Linked DNA regions of Columba livia: region 2 is linked to region 1. Evidence: chromatin contacts called from public Hi-C data. All regions are on one chromosome and are shown on one strand. The core of a region is the stretch at or near the end of the contact, and the rest is flanking DNA. Distances in the headings are between cores, read along the strand shown. Region 1 holds the start of TMEM233 (transmembrane protein 233). Region 2 holds the start of SUDS3 (SDS3 homolog, SIN3A corepressor complex component).

Region 1 (6,012 bases), core at 2,138-4,637:
AAGCTTTATTTCCACTCATTGCACTCTAGGCAGTGGAAGAAAAACAGTCCTATCTACAAATATATTTAATGTCATTATTTCTACTCTAATGATTCAAAACAGCTCTGATATTATTTTACATAAACGAGCCCTTAATAGTACTAAGTCATTAAATCATTACTCAGACATACTTCCCAATAAAATGCCTCTGAACCTTTCAACATCCAGAAAGAGGAAATAAAGTCTTTAGAAGTCTGTAGCCAGAGGAATAGGATGGGGACTTCACGAGAAGAATGGGTCTATACAGGAACCTCTCTGCCACTGAGCAACTGAAGGATTTGTCCAGACCAATGTCCTCATACCCTTGGTACAAGTCCAGCCCTGGTCCTTTTTTGGAAGCTCTTAGGCACATGAGAAGAAATCTCACCAGAGATAGGAAATTAAGATTGGGGTATCTGAGAACTGTTCCCAGCTGCAATTCATTCTGTCACATCTTTTTTTCTCTTTGATTACTTTCTTTTGGTGCTTGGTCACCTTTCCTACTGGGAAGCATATTTTTATTTTGCTTCGTGTAGGCTTGCTGCATAACAAAAAGTACAGCTACAAACAGTGGCTTGAATAAAAGATCGAACTGCTGGTTACAATATGAGCCTTTGCACTTGTTGTAAGCACCTATTCTGATTTTACAGTAATCGACAGTAAACAGGGTCAATAAGAACTTTTCCACTAACCTTAACAGGATCTGGAGCTGGGCCCAAATATCATGGGGTTTGTTAGCCTGAGCTTATATCTTCTGCAATGATACAACAGCGAAATTTATTAAAACTTGGCAAATAGAATTGCTGTTATTAATGTGAGGCCAAATATAGATGCATCTCTTTAACATGCTGGCATGGTGCCATTAATATACAAGACAGCAGAAGAAAGTGGTGATACATGAAGCTGAAATTCCAATTAGAAAAATGTACCCTGATTTTTGAATAGCCCTACAATGATTGTGACATTTACTTACAATAAAAAAGCCTATCTCCAAGACAGACAGAGATGTTTGTTTTATAATCCCTATTTATAACATGCTGCTTTTTATGTTCAACATAAATCACAGTTGGAGTATTGTTGTTAGTATAATAGGATGGTTGGCTTCTTTTCTGCCATGACGAAATCTTTGCTGTGAAAAGAGCTTTGAGATGACAATTTCAGAACTGTTGTGAGGCAGAAGGGAAGGGTGAATGGTGAAACAGGCTTTACTTATTACTTTAGTTGATGAGTTTTCCTGTAATGCTTGTCAGCCCAATATCCAAGCAATTCTCGTGCAACAATAATTTTCTGCCCTGTTACTAGTGAGACCCAGGAAAATGTTCTTATTTCAGTTTCACACAGGTGTGATCTGAGGAGGGTGGGGTTTGGATGACATTGGGAACACATGAGGCAGCAAGAAACAGATCAAGATTCTGGCTGTGAATTCGTAGTCTGAGTTCCCCATACATCCCTTCAGTGCATGAAGTGACCAACCCAAGCTTGCACGGTGTGTTTTGGCTAACAGAATTTGTGAATGACTGGCCCACTAGCTGAAACTATAAAGGACCAGAACCTTTACCACACGTGCTGTTGACCTTGAGCAAATTGTTTAGACTCTTTGTGCATCCATCTCCAATGTTTTAAATGGGTGACTTTGAACCTACCTTGCAAGGGCCTACTGAAGTGGCGACTTGAAGATTGAGATGTTCAGGGAGAATATTTGGGAGAATTCAAGATATCTGCATGGGGGAAAACAAACAAACAAACAAACAGAACCCAAAATAAAAAAAAAAGAAACCCAAAATTTAAAAGAGCCTATGTATTTTTTTGTTTTAAGCTGGCTACGGACCTGTATCCTCTGTATTGTTTCAGTTCTTTATATTGGCAAATACTTGAGTAGGGTTGAGGATCTTGCCTGAGGAAATTAAGTTTGTCATGAAGCAGGAAAACAGAAGCTGCTACTTTGCTCCAGAGCAGCTCTTCTCCACCTTAGAGTAAAAGAAACACAATTTTTTTTCATTAGGCTGGTGCTGGAGGAGGAGAAAAAAATTATCTGCTTTCTAGAGGAGGAGTCCCTTTTGTAACCTAGTGGCAATAGGAGAAGAGCCATTGTCAGACAAAATCATACATAAGATATTTCATAATCCCACAAAAACATTAGAGACTCCTGACATTCAGCACTGGCATCCTGCTTTGGGAGCTCAAAGAGCTGCTCAGACATTAGCTAATTACATTTGGCACAATCATCTCATCTTACATGCAGGCAAACGCATTAGGTCACAGGCTTGATTGGTATGAAGTTCTGATTTTGGCAGCACGACGTCTGTACTCCAGCTGAGGACAAACCCCTTTGTTTCCATTTCTTATATGTAAGGAAAACTCACAACCTTATATCTGCAGTTCGATGTAGTGAGGAAGGACCAAGATGAAGGTTTCACCTTTTGTAACTACAATTCAACCAGGAGCTCCCAAGCTGCTAAATTAAGATTTTTTGTTTGCATGTAGTTTCAGCTGTTACCACAGGGTAACACAACAGCACCAACAATGAAACTTGACTCAGATCATGGTGAAATCATCTCAAAAGAAAGGCAGAATTGGGGTTTCTCAAAACACATGGAGGGCTGTAAGGAAGTTAAATAGAAGACAGTGAAGTTAAAGTCTCACAGGTCAGAATGAGACCTCATCCTGCTCATCTGGCAGAAGCAATACCACTGATTTCACTGGCCACTACATCAATCCTGCAGAGTTTTGGATGGAAGTTTGCCACTGATTTTGAGATGGAGGGGGAAAAAAAAGGCACAAACAGGGAAAAATATGGCTGCACTACCTGTACAAATGCTAGCTTATCACCAGCACACACATAATGAGAAAAGTGGGAGGACAACAGAACTTTAAGAGCTTACCTTTTTCTGATGGCTGTAAAACTAAAAGAAATCTGTGTTACTGGTTCTTTTCTTCAAAAAACATCTATCTCTTGATAACGAGGAAGGGGACAAAATAAAGCCATTAATCAATAACAGGTTACTGGTCGCTGTACTGACCTGGACCCTAAACTGGCTTTATTGTGTCTGAAGGATCAGCAGCATTTCTCTGCAATGGGTCCTCTGGAAGCTTTGACAGGCAGGTAAGCAGCTCATTAAGATCATCAGCTTCGAAGGTCAGTGGGTCACTGATTCCATCACCCAGCAATTGTGACCCACCATGACATATTAATACATGGTTAAGCCCAAACAGGTTCACAAAGGTCATGTATTTATCACTGAGTTCAGGGGCGTCATTCTACCATCTTACCCAGCAGAGTAATGGCAAACACAAGCTAAGGTAACGGGGGGAAAAACCCATATCTTCAGGTGAAAACCTGGGAAATGCATCTAAGGATGTTTGATTTTTCACTGCTGATTTTAATAGGGCAAGAATTAATCCATAATCACAGCCTACCTACAGAATAAACCCAATGCAAAATAATGTGTCTTAAAACTTACAACTACCCTGTGCTTGGGATATTTTTTATAAGGGAAAGCTTAAGTTAAGAGCAGAGACAATGCTATTTAGATGAGGAAAACAGTATATCCATACTGAGTAGATGCTTGTTTTGCAAGACATCTTACAGGAAGGAACAACAGTATTTAGCTTTTATTTTCTATGGCCAACTACAGCCAGTGGAGCACTGTAGAGGGACGAATTTCAGTTGTGCAAGAGTGGTTAGTGGGACTTCCTCAAGTTCACTCCCCTTCCCCAGTCTTTATTGAGACAAATCTCAACAGCCAGTAGTTTTCTGTTTGAGGACCATCGTAGCTGGAAAACCATCTCGTGACCATTTGATTAAATGGTAGAAGACTGTGCACTGAGACAGGCTGCTCTTGTCTGAAACCACAGACTGAAATCCTCTTCTGGCATCTGCACAATACTTTCACGTACAAACTGAAACAGAAAAGAGTTCTTTCCTGAGCTTTTGTTTAATGTGAGAGAGAGGGATAACGTGGGAAAATATGACCACTGTGACAACAGAACAAATGTAATGGCTTCTGCAAACAGTTAGTATAGTGCTTTATATCACCAAAACATTTTTAATACAACTTTCAGAACATCTGGATATGCTCTAACAGGACTTAAAGACAAAACTCTACAATCTTCATTGCAGTTTATATCCCGAATCCTTCCAGCTCAAGTCTCTGTGTTTTAAACTTGCAGCTGTCTTCTACCTACCATTGCAGTACATATATTAAAGCAACTTGAAGTTAAATAAGAACTTCATCTGGAATCTCTACCAGTATTAGCCAGTATTCAGTGATGATCTTCTTTTTCCTAAAATGCAACAGTTTCCTTTATCTATTCCAGTCAGAAGGAGCACCAAGATCCTCCTTCCTCTAAGGCTGTTTTTGAAAGATGTATAAGTAAGTAGAGAGTAGATTTGGCTATGCTCACGCTTTTCTCTATTACTATTGCACTAATATGAGGGATCAAAGTGCAAAGGGAACATAATAGAAGCAGCAAAGAAATCAATCTAAAAAGAACAGCAAACCACAGAGACATTCATTGAATGTTAAGGCACAGCTGTCTCTCTGGTTAGTGGCTATGCAAATTAGGGCACAAGAGAAAATGGCTCTTTTAAAAAGATATCAAGAAAATACAGGCAGTCTGATCTTGACATGTTGGGTGCTAAAATTTAGCCTTTGTAAATCATGATAACACTTGATATATGCGAGATGCACAGTAACCTGCTACCTTTCAAAAATTTCTGTTAGTCTTGAACATTAGGGTAAACAACTGCGATGAGACCAAAAAACACAAGGTGGCATCATTGCCATTTTTTTTAAAGTAAGCTACCTGGTTAGACTACACATCAGTACACATTCTAAGTGTATTCTCTTTCTTGTGTCCTTCCTCTTCTGCCAATTGCTTCTAGAGCTACAAGAGTTGAGCCCAACTTAAGATCTGGACAAGCAGATTTTAGTAGTTTTTTTTAGTGTTGCTGAAGGAAACAAAGATATCTGCAGAGTGCCTGAATCCGTGATATAATACATTACTTGAATTGCTCATGGATATAACTAACTGGGAATGACAGGCCTTTTCTCTGCAAGTATCCTAACAGTTTATGATAGATGCCACTTTCACTGTGGCAGTAAATAAATCAAATGACATAATAATAAAATGATATTGGTTATTAATCCAATGCATGTCATAACATCTTTCTTCTGCGGAGTTCAAAGTGCCTTGTAAAAGGTGAATACATCTTCATTTAGTGAAATCCTAAATGATTTAATCTTGCAACTTTCCACTGCATGAATTTTACCCATAGACACCAGCTCTCCCCAGCCTCATCACACAGAGAATCACGGACTGGGTTCATCTCACCTCCACAGCTGCAGCAATTTCTGGAGAACACAGCTCCCACACCTGGAGATCAGCCAGAGCCTTAAGAAAGGCATCTGGTTCAATTTTCAAGTCAGGATTCTTGCCATATTTTTCTAGTTTCTTTAAGATTTTATGTACACAGTGGTCACTCTTCACAGACTCTGGGAGCCTGGCAAGCAATTCAGGAAGCCTTTAGCAGAAAGAAGAACAGCAATAAAAGAGAAGCCATGGGAACAAATGCACGTCTGATTAATAACTCTGGGTTTCCTGGCATTTCTGCTACTTCACCGCCTCCATAGCTTCCACAGAAAACATTTCTCTTCAGGGAATGCAACACTCAGTGTAATTCTGAGTGAATAATGTGAAAGAGCTTTACTTTATTGGAGTTGTGCACCAATTCCCATCACGGGGCATTGAAATAGATGCTTCTTCATTGTTCATTTAAATTTGGATGACAAACTTGGGTATGAAAACAAATAAAAAACCCCTAACAAATGTTCCCATTTTACTACATATTTGTCCTCTTCATCTTTTCTCTATTTATTTTGTTTAGCCTCTATGGATTTTCCAGTGCAATCAGTGCCGGATCCGACACGCTTTCTGATTCTCTTTACTATCCGTTTTCCCTCTGCTATCATCATTCTCCTCTATAAATCTCAC
Region 2 (6,012 bases), core at 2,133-4,632, 180 kb after region 1:
TTAATTTAAGTTCTACCCAGCATCTTGGAATAAAGTTCAGCTTACCTGCATTTCGTATCCTTTCTTTGTACTGCTGGTCCAACTTTTTCATTCTTTTCTGATATTCCTGAAGAGTACCTACGAGAAATAAATTGTGGACTCCTGCTCGAACTTTCTTTTTTTCCAAGAATTAAATTTTCTCAAGGAGCCAGACACCATTTGAAACACAAATAGTAACAACTGAAATCAGAAAACTACCGTTCTAGTTTGTTTATTTTGATAAGCATGTTCCCAGTGTTTTCAGAAAGCAGACTACTCCACTACTCCTTTTAAGAAACACTTTAGTACAGAGAGGCTTAACTACGAGTGTTCCGAGGGAAAAAGGATGGAACGTGGCTGATATTTTTCACTCAGCAGCACAACCAAGAGCCGCCATTCAGTGAAGGATCCTGTTTACATCTTTCAAAATCCTCATCCTTCTATGACCTTTGAAAAGTGCTGAAAATGGTTCGGGAAATAAAAAAGCTACCCTCTTCAATGCTCACCTTCCTGCAGTTGCTGTAATTGTCTCTTCAGAGATGCCAGTTTGTCCTGATACATCCTGTAAAGACAGACAGCAGGCAATTTGACTTCGAAAAACAAACGTACATCACTTATTTCACCATCTGTTGAGGTAGGTTACAGAGCATTCACACGGAACTAAAAACTTTTCAGAGGAATTTCAGGAAGCAAACAAACAACTCAAATATTATTCAAATGAAAGGTTATCGTTCTGTCTAAAAGCTCTGCCACCCCATTGATTTTACAACCCACCCAAGGTTGAGAGATTTGGGGGTGTTCAGCCTGGACAAGGTGCCAGGGAGACCTTATTGTAGCCTTTCCATACTTTAAGGGGTCCGATAAGAAAGATGGGGACAGACTTTTTAGCAGAAGATGTCCTTGTTTGTGGCAGGGGTTGGACTAGACAAGCTTTGAAGGTCCCTTCCAACCCAAACCATTCTATGATTATTAAAAAACTCCTGAAGTCTATTCCTGGTGTTGTTGCAAACTTGCATTTTTCTCACATATATGTGGTTTAACACAGGCCTTCCTGACACATATAAAAACTGCAAATACACCTAAACATCAAGGGAAACTAATTCGAGTCTCCAAAAAGCCCATCCTGTTGGACAGGACAAGCATTCTGTTGTTTAAGGGATTTTAAGAGGCATCCTGCTTTTTGCTTGGCTTATATAGAGCAGATCTTTTATTTTAAGGATCTGACTGCAGCAGGATTCATTTGCAGAAGAACTCTGCTCCTCCCAGAAATCTGTACCTATTTCTTTGGTCAAAACAGCAGCAGTGCTTAGTTTCCTGAATACATATAGAACAGAGAAAGTAACTGAACAGAGAATACAAGACTCATTAGCAATTACATTGGGCTAGGCACTTAAAAAGTCCAGTCTTGGCCCAAAATATTGCAAAGTTTTATGTAAACAAACAAACAAACAAATAAACAGAACTTTATCTTACATTTGATTAGAATGAATTACTTACTGTTCTTTCATTTCCACAAAGTCCTCTTCCTCATGTTTCGCCAGGTCTGTTTCACTGGCATCCTCAGTGTCTACACGAGGTAAAAATAACTTGTTACAACTAAAGAAGTACCAAAAAAAACCCCAACAAAGTAGTAAATTATTTAAAAGCAAACAAATCCCCAAACCTCAGGCAATTTAACCTCAAATACATAACCAGACAGGCCTCTAGAGAGGTGAATTCAGAAATGAAACAAACCGTCTTACCTCTTTCCTGCAAGCATGAATTCACCAGTTCACCTGTGTAAACCCTCTGGCAGTTTAGCAATGACATTTACATCAAATCTAAACAGCTTCAGTTTAAGATAGTCTGGTAATTTCTTCCCAGTTTAAGACAACAGGTTGTACATTAACACTCACAAAGACATAAACAGTCTAAAGATTCTGAAAAATATTCCAGACTCATTCCTGTGGTTCCACTCATGACAGAGCATACTGTATGGAAAACAATGACTGAACCAGCTGTAACTGATTCTGCATCTTGACCCGAAACAGCCCAGAACGAAAATACCACAACTAGATGCAGTTCAGGTTGACCACAAAGGTCTCACTGCAGGAAACAAAGTTTGTCAGCGGGATCTGAACTTGGCTTCCCAGCTCCACATCGCACTGAGCTATTTCAAAATCTATGAAGGACTCTGGCTGACAGAGCAACAACAACTGTTGAAGGGTCATTCTTCACCTGCCTTATTTGTTATTTTATGCATCACACAGCCCAGAATACTTTAGGTTTTACTTCCATTTTCTCTTCTCCACTGCTTTCCCAGTCCCTCTACAAAACCCCTCTGTCCTCAACGCTGTCTTGCACCCCTTACTTCTTTCCACACTTACTTCTACATTAAATACCCTCTTCCCTCTTGTCCCTTTACCCCACAGAGATATAACCAAGCTTCATACACCGCATTTCTCCACCGTTTTCACCCCGTTGTCTCATACGCTCCATCCCAGCTCCCGAGGCTCTTCCCGCCTCTTCTTCACCTGCAAAACCACTTCAAGCCCACCTCTCCACCGCTTCGCTTTTCTCCTGTCACACAGGGAACCGCAGCCAGCTAACAGGCCTCCTTTTCCTCCCATTTCCTCGCTGTCCCAGACCCTTTCTCCACCAAACCCCACTCAGGCCTTTCTTCCCCAAACGCGTTCCTCCCCCTCCTCACCCCCACCTCGCTGAGAGCTTCCCACCACCCCCCATGGGCCCCAGATGCCTCCGCTTCTCCCCCCTGCGCCAGTCCCCGCTCTCCCGGAGCACCAAAGCCCGTCCCGGTCCCGTCCGCCGCGTTACCGACCCTCATCGGAGTCGCGGGCCCGAGCGCTCCTGTCGCCGTCCTCCTCCTCGGCACTCTCCAGCTCCTCCTCCTCGTAGTACTCGGGCCCGGGGGGCATGGCGGGGGCGGGCGCCCCAGGCGGCGCGGGGGCGGGCGGCGTGGCGGACACCAGCCCGGCCGCGCTCATAGCGACAGGACGGAGCTGCCGCCCCGGGCCCGCGCCTCCGCCCGGTAACGGCGCCAGGACCCGCGCCGCCACTTCCGCTTCCTGCCGGCCGTCCGCCCGCCCACTACCGGAGCGCCACCGCCCGGCGAACGCGGAGGGCACCTAAAGGGGGTCCTTGGGGGGCGGTCACTGGCGGCGGGTTAAGAGTTCGAGTCCCGGCTCCTCCAGCAACTTAGACGGAGGTTGTGTCTGCCAGGCTTTACTTTTCACGGAGAGAAAGAGGGCTTTGTCTGCATCTCCGGAGACCTGTAGTCTTCCTTTTTGCCACCAGGATGAGCCCATATGCCGTGAAATGCCTGTGCTGCAGGACACGGGCATGTCACAGTGCTGCTGCTTGCCAGAGAGAGCAGGACCTCACGTGCTGGAAATAGATTTATTTTGTTTTTAGAAATTAGCAGGTGGGTTGGACTAGATGATCTCCAGAGGTCCCAACCACCCCAACCATTCTGTATTCCATACTCCCAGCAAGGCATGGTACTGTGATCTTGCCTTTACCCAGGTGGAACAGCTGCTTCACGCCAGTGAACACCAGTTTCCGTGGAAAAGGCGCCTAAAGCCATTATGGATACCTCATGTCTGCCAGACATAGGTCGTCCTCTTGATTAGCCACTGCTACAAAATTAAGGACCAAGATCTAGATCCTGGAGCAAGATTCACATGCAGGAACCGCTAAATACAAGATCCCACTCCATATAAAAATGCCTCCCATCAATATTTCAGGCTAAATATCTCATGTAGCCCTTTTCTGCAACTCTAAGTCACCTGTGAAGGATTAGTCTCATTGCTTCCAGCAGAGCCGCACTAAATGCCTACCTTAACCCTTGTGAGGTGTGTTCCTCAAACGTACAACTTAGTGACTCAGTGGGATACTATAAACATCTCATCAAGGGAAAGGAAATAAAATAGGTTTTATCTACTCAAACCCCCGGCAGCGCTTTTTCAAACTCACTGAACCGGGCGTTCAGCAGTCGAGAGCAGCACCAGGTCACACTCTTTGTGCTGAAAAGAACTGCAATAATGCAGTGTGCGCACTTTGCCTTCCTGTAGCTCACCCCAAAGATCTGTTTGCCCTGACTGACAATTTTTAACCGGGAACACCCACACGAAGTACACCTGATACCTTTTCACGTAAGTAAATATTACCCTTTACAGGAGACGAGGCTGAGACACAGCTAAAAATCAACACTAAACACTAGCAAGAGCAGTTCCCAGAGCTCCATATCCATTTGAGGGCATTTGGCTGTGCACATGGGAGACAGAATGGCAGAGCTATTTGTCACTCCCCCATTGCTGAGTAAAGCCAGGTGCAAGGGGTTATCAGCATTTTGGAAGGCAAACCTTTCCCTTCCTCCCCGCTCGGGCAGCGGTAGCTGGCAGGGCTGCCAGTGGCCACAGGGCAAACAGGAAAGGGTGTGGTGGCAGCTGCCACATCGCGTGAGCCGCCCGGGTGCCCACGCTGCACCCAGCGCCCTCAGGTTTGTCCTTTCCCTACAGACTCACGCCTGGCTTAAATTGTTCAGATAACTTTCCCGAAGTCATACAGTTAAAAATAGAGCTGGGACTGCCCAAAGCCCTTTCCCAGAACTAACCGGAGCCCTCTTAAAGCTTTATAAACACCATTTTCCTCTTTTCTTCCCCATTTCCTATCTGCACCTCTTCTATCTGTCCATTCACCCAGCTCCCCTGCACGCTCGGTTTGTCCTGCTGCGGGCAGCAAAACAGTTGCAAGCATGTCTGCACCGCAGCTGCCCTCCCAAGGTTAATTTATCCCATGTTACGCTGCCTTAGCACTTTCTGCTCATCCTAAGCAGATTTACACCCAGGAGCAGCCGGTCTCACACATCACAGAGAAGGCAGGTGCGTTTACTAACACTAGGGCACACAGGAACCCTTTGAACAGCAGGAGCTGCAAGCAGCAAATGAGTAAGAAACTGTGCACAGCTGCTGATGCGAAGTTTTTTAGCTCGTTCTGTGGTCAAAACTGGAATCTCGCCGTTGCTCCCTTCACACTAATTCCTCATGTTTAATATTAGCCTCCTGGAGACACCCTCTGCTGTCATCTCTCAGGCATTCAGTGGGAACCCAAGGGAGGAGGTTCAGCTTCCAGGAATGCCATGTTTCCCTGACAAATGCAGAAACTTAACTGTCTCTGCCCCAAAGAGCTATCATGGAAAGTTTAAATGTCTCTCTCAAGCTATTTTTCTTGGCTCATGTTTTCATCAAAGGTGTTTTTCTCACCACGACTCAGTTATTGTTTTATATACATTTGCTCTGTTTGAAGAAAGATTTCTGCCTCTTGCTTCATCGGCTTTTCACAGAGTAGCTGACACGGAAATCGCACTCACTGTGTTTTTCTTTTCAATTGTAAGAAACAGAGACAAGAAGGTTACAAAGCCCAACTTATAAACAGAGATCATGGTGGTTCATTTATTGCATGAATAAGATGACTGCAGCAAGAAAACCTGTAATACAGAACCACGGCCTTTGAAGAACAGAACAAACACCAACACCCTGAGCCTGGAACACATTACTTTCGAGCCTCTGTACCTTTAGTTTCAAAGGGCCACATGCTGATGGTCCTAGAAGAAAGTCCAGGAGGAAAACAACTGTCAGAAATTAGCAGAACGAGGCTGCAGGAGGCAGAAGATAAATCTCTGCTCCTTCAGCTCTGTTTGGCAAAACAATACTCAAAAACTCTCAAAGGATAAGCCACTGTGGGGCTCTACAATTACAAAGGAAGGAGTATTTGTCTCTAAATTCAGGGGCTGTAGGGAACCACAAAGCATTACAAGAACAGCATTATATCACCTTACCCTTTCTGCTCTGAGCTCTTCTTAATCCAGACCTCCCAACCACCGCTAAAACTCCTTTTTCTCCTTCGAGGCCTCTCCTCGTTCAGGCACACCCCTGTTAACTTGGAATTTTATTTCTTTCTGTTACTAGGAATCTCTAACTCCTGGCACAGGCCACA

Evidence for each region. A called contact is a pair of places that touch in the nucleus more often than the background predicts.
Region 2: a Hi-C map of crop shows a contact between it and region 1, with 3 times the contacts expected there. The contact joins the promoter of SUDS3 here to the promoter of TMEM233 in region 1. A contact is called at or near these places in 2 of 2 Hi-C or Micro-C datasets (crop and liver).

The regions. Positions count from the first base shown.
Region 1 is chr17:10,616,964-10,622,975 of bColLiv1.pat.W.v2, forward strand. It overlaps TMEM233 (transmembrane protein 233), which reads right to left and starts at 3,388. Exons shown (of 7, transcript XM_065033804.1): 1 at 1,847-3,388; 2 at 1,662-1,736; 3 at 711-772. CCDC60 (coiled-coil domain containing 60) reads right to left here. Exons shown (of 13, transcript XM_065033780.1): 13 at 3,614-3,918. The coding sequence ends at 3,720.
Region 2 is chr17:10,801,076-10,807,087 of bColLiv1.pat.W.v2, forward strand. It overlaps SUDS3 (SDS3 homolog, SIN3A corepressor complex component), which reads right to left and starts at 3,383. Exons shown (of 12, transcript XM_021284455.2): 1 at 2,837-3,383; 2 at 1,516-1,585; 3 at 525-580; 4 at 46-117. The coding sequence starts at 3,002. It overlaps LOC110357220 (a long non-coding RNA gene), which reads right to left. Exons shown (of 2, transcript XR_002410753.2): 1 at 5,855-6,012; 2 at 5,442-5,620.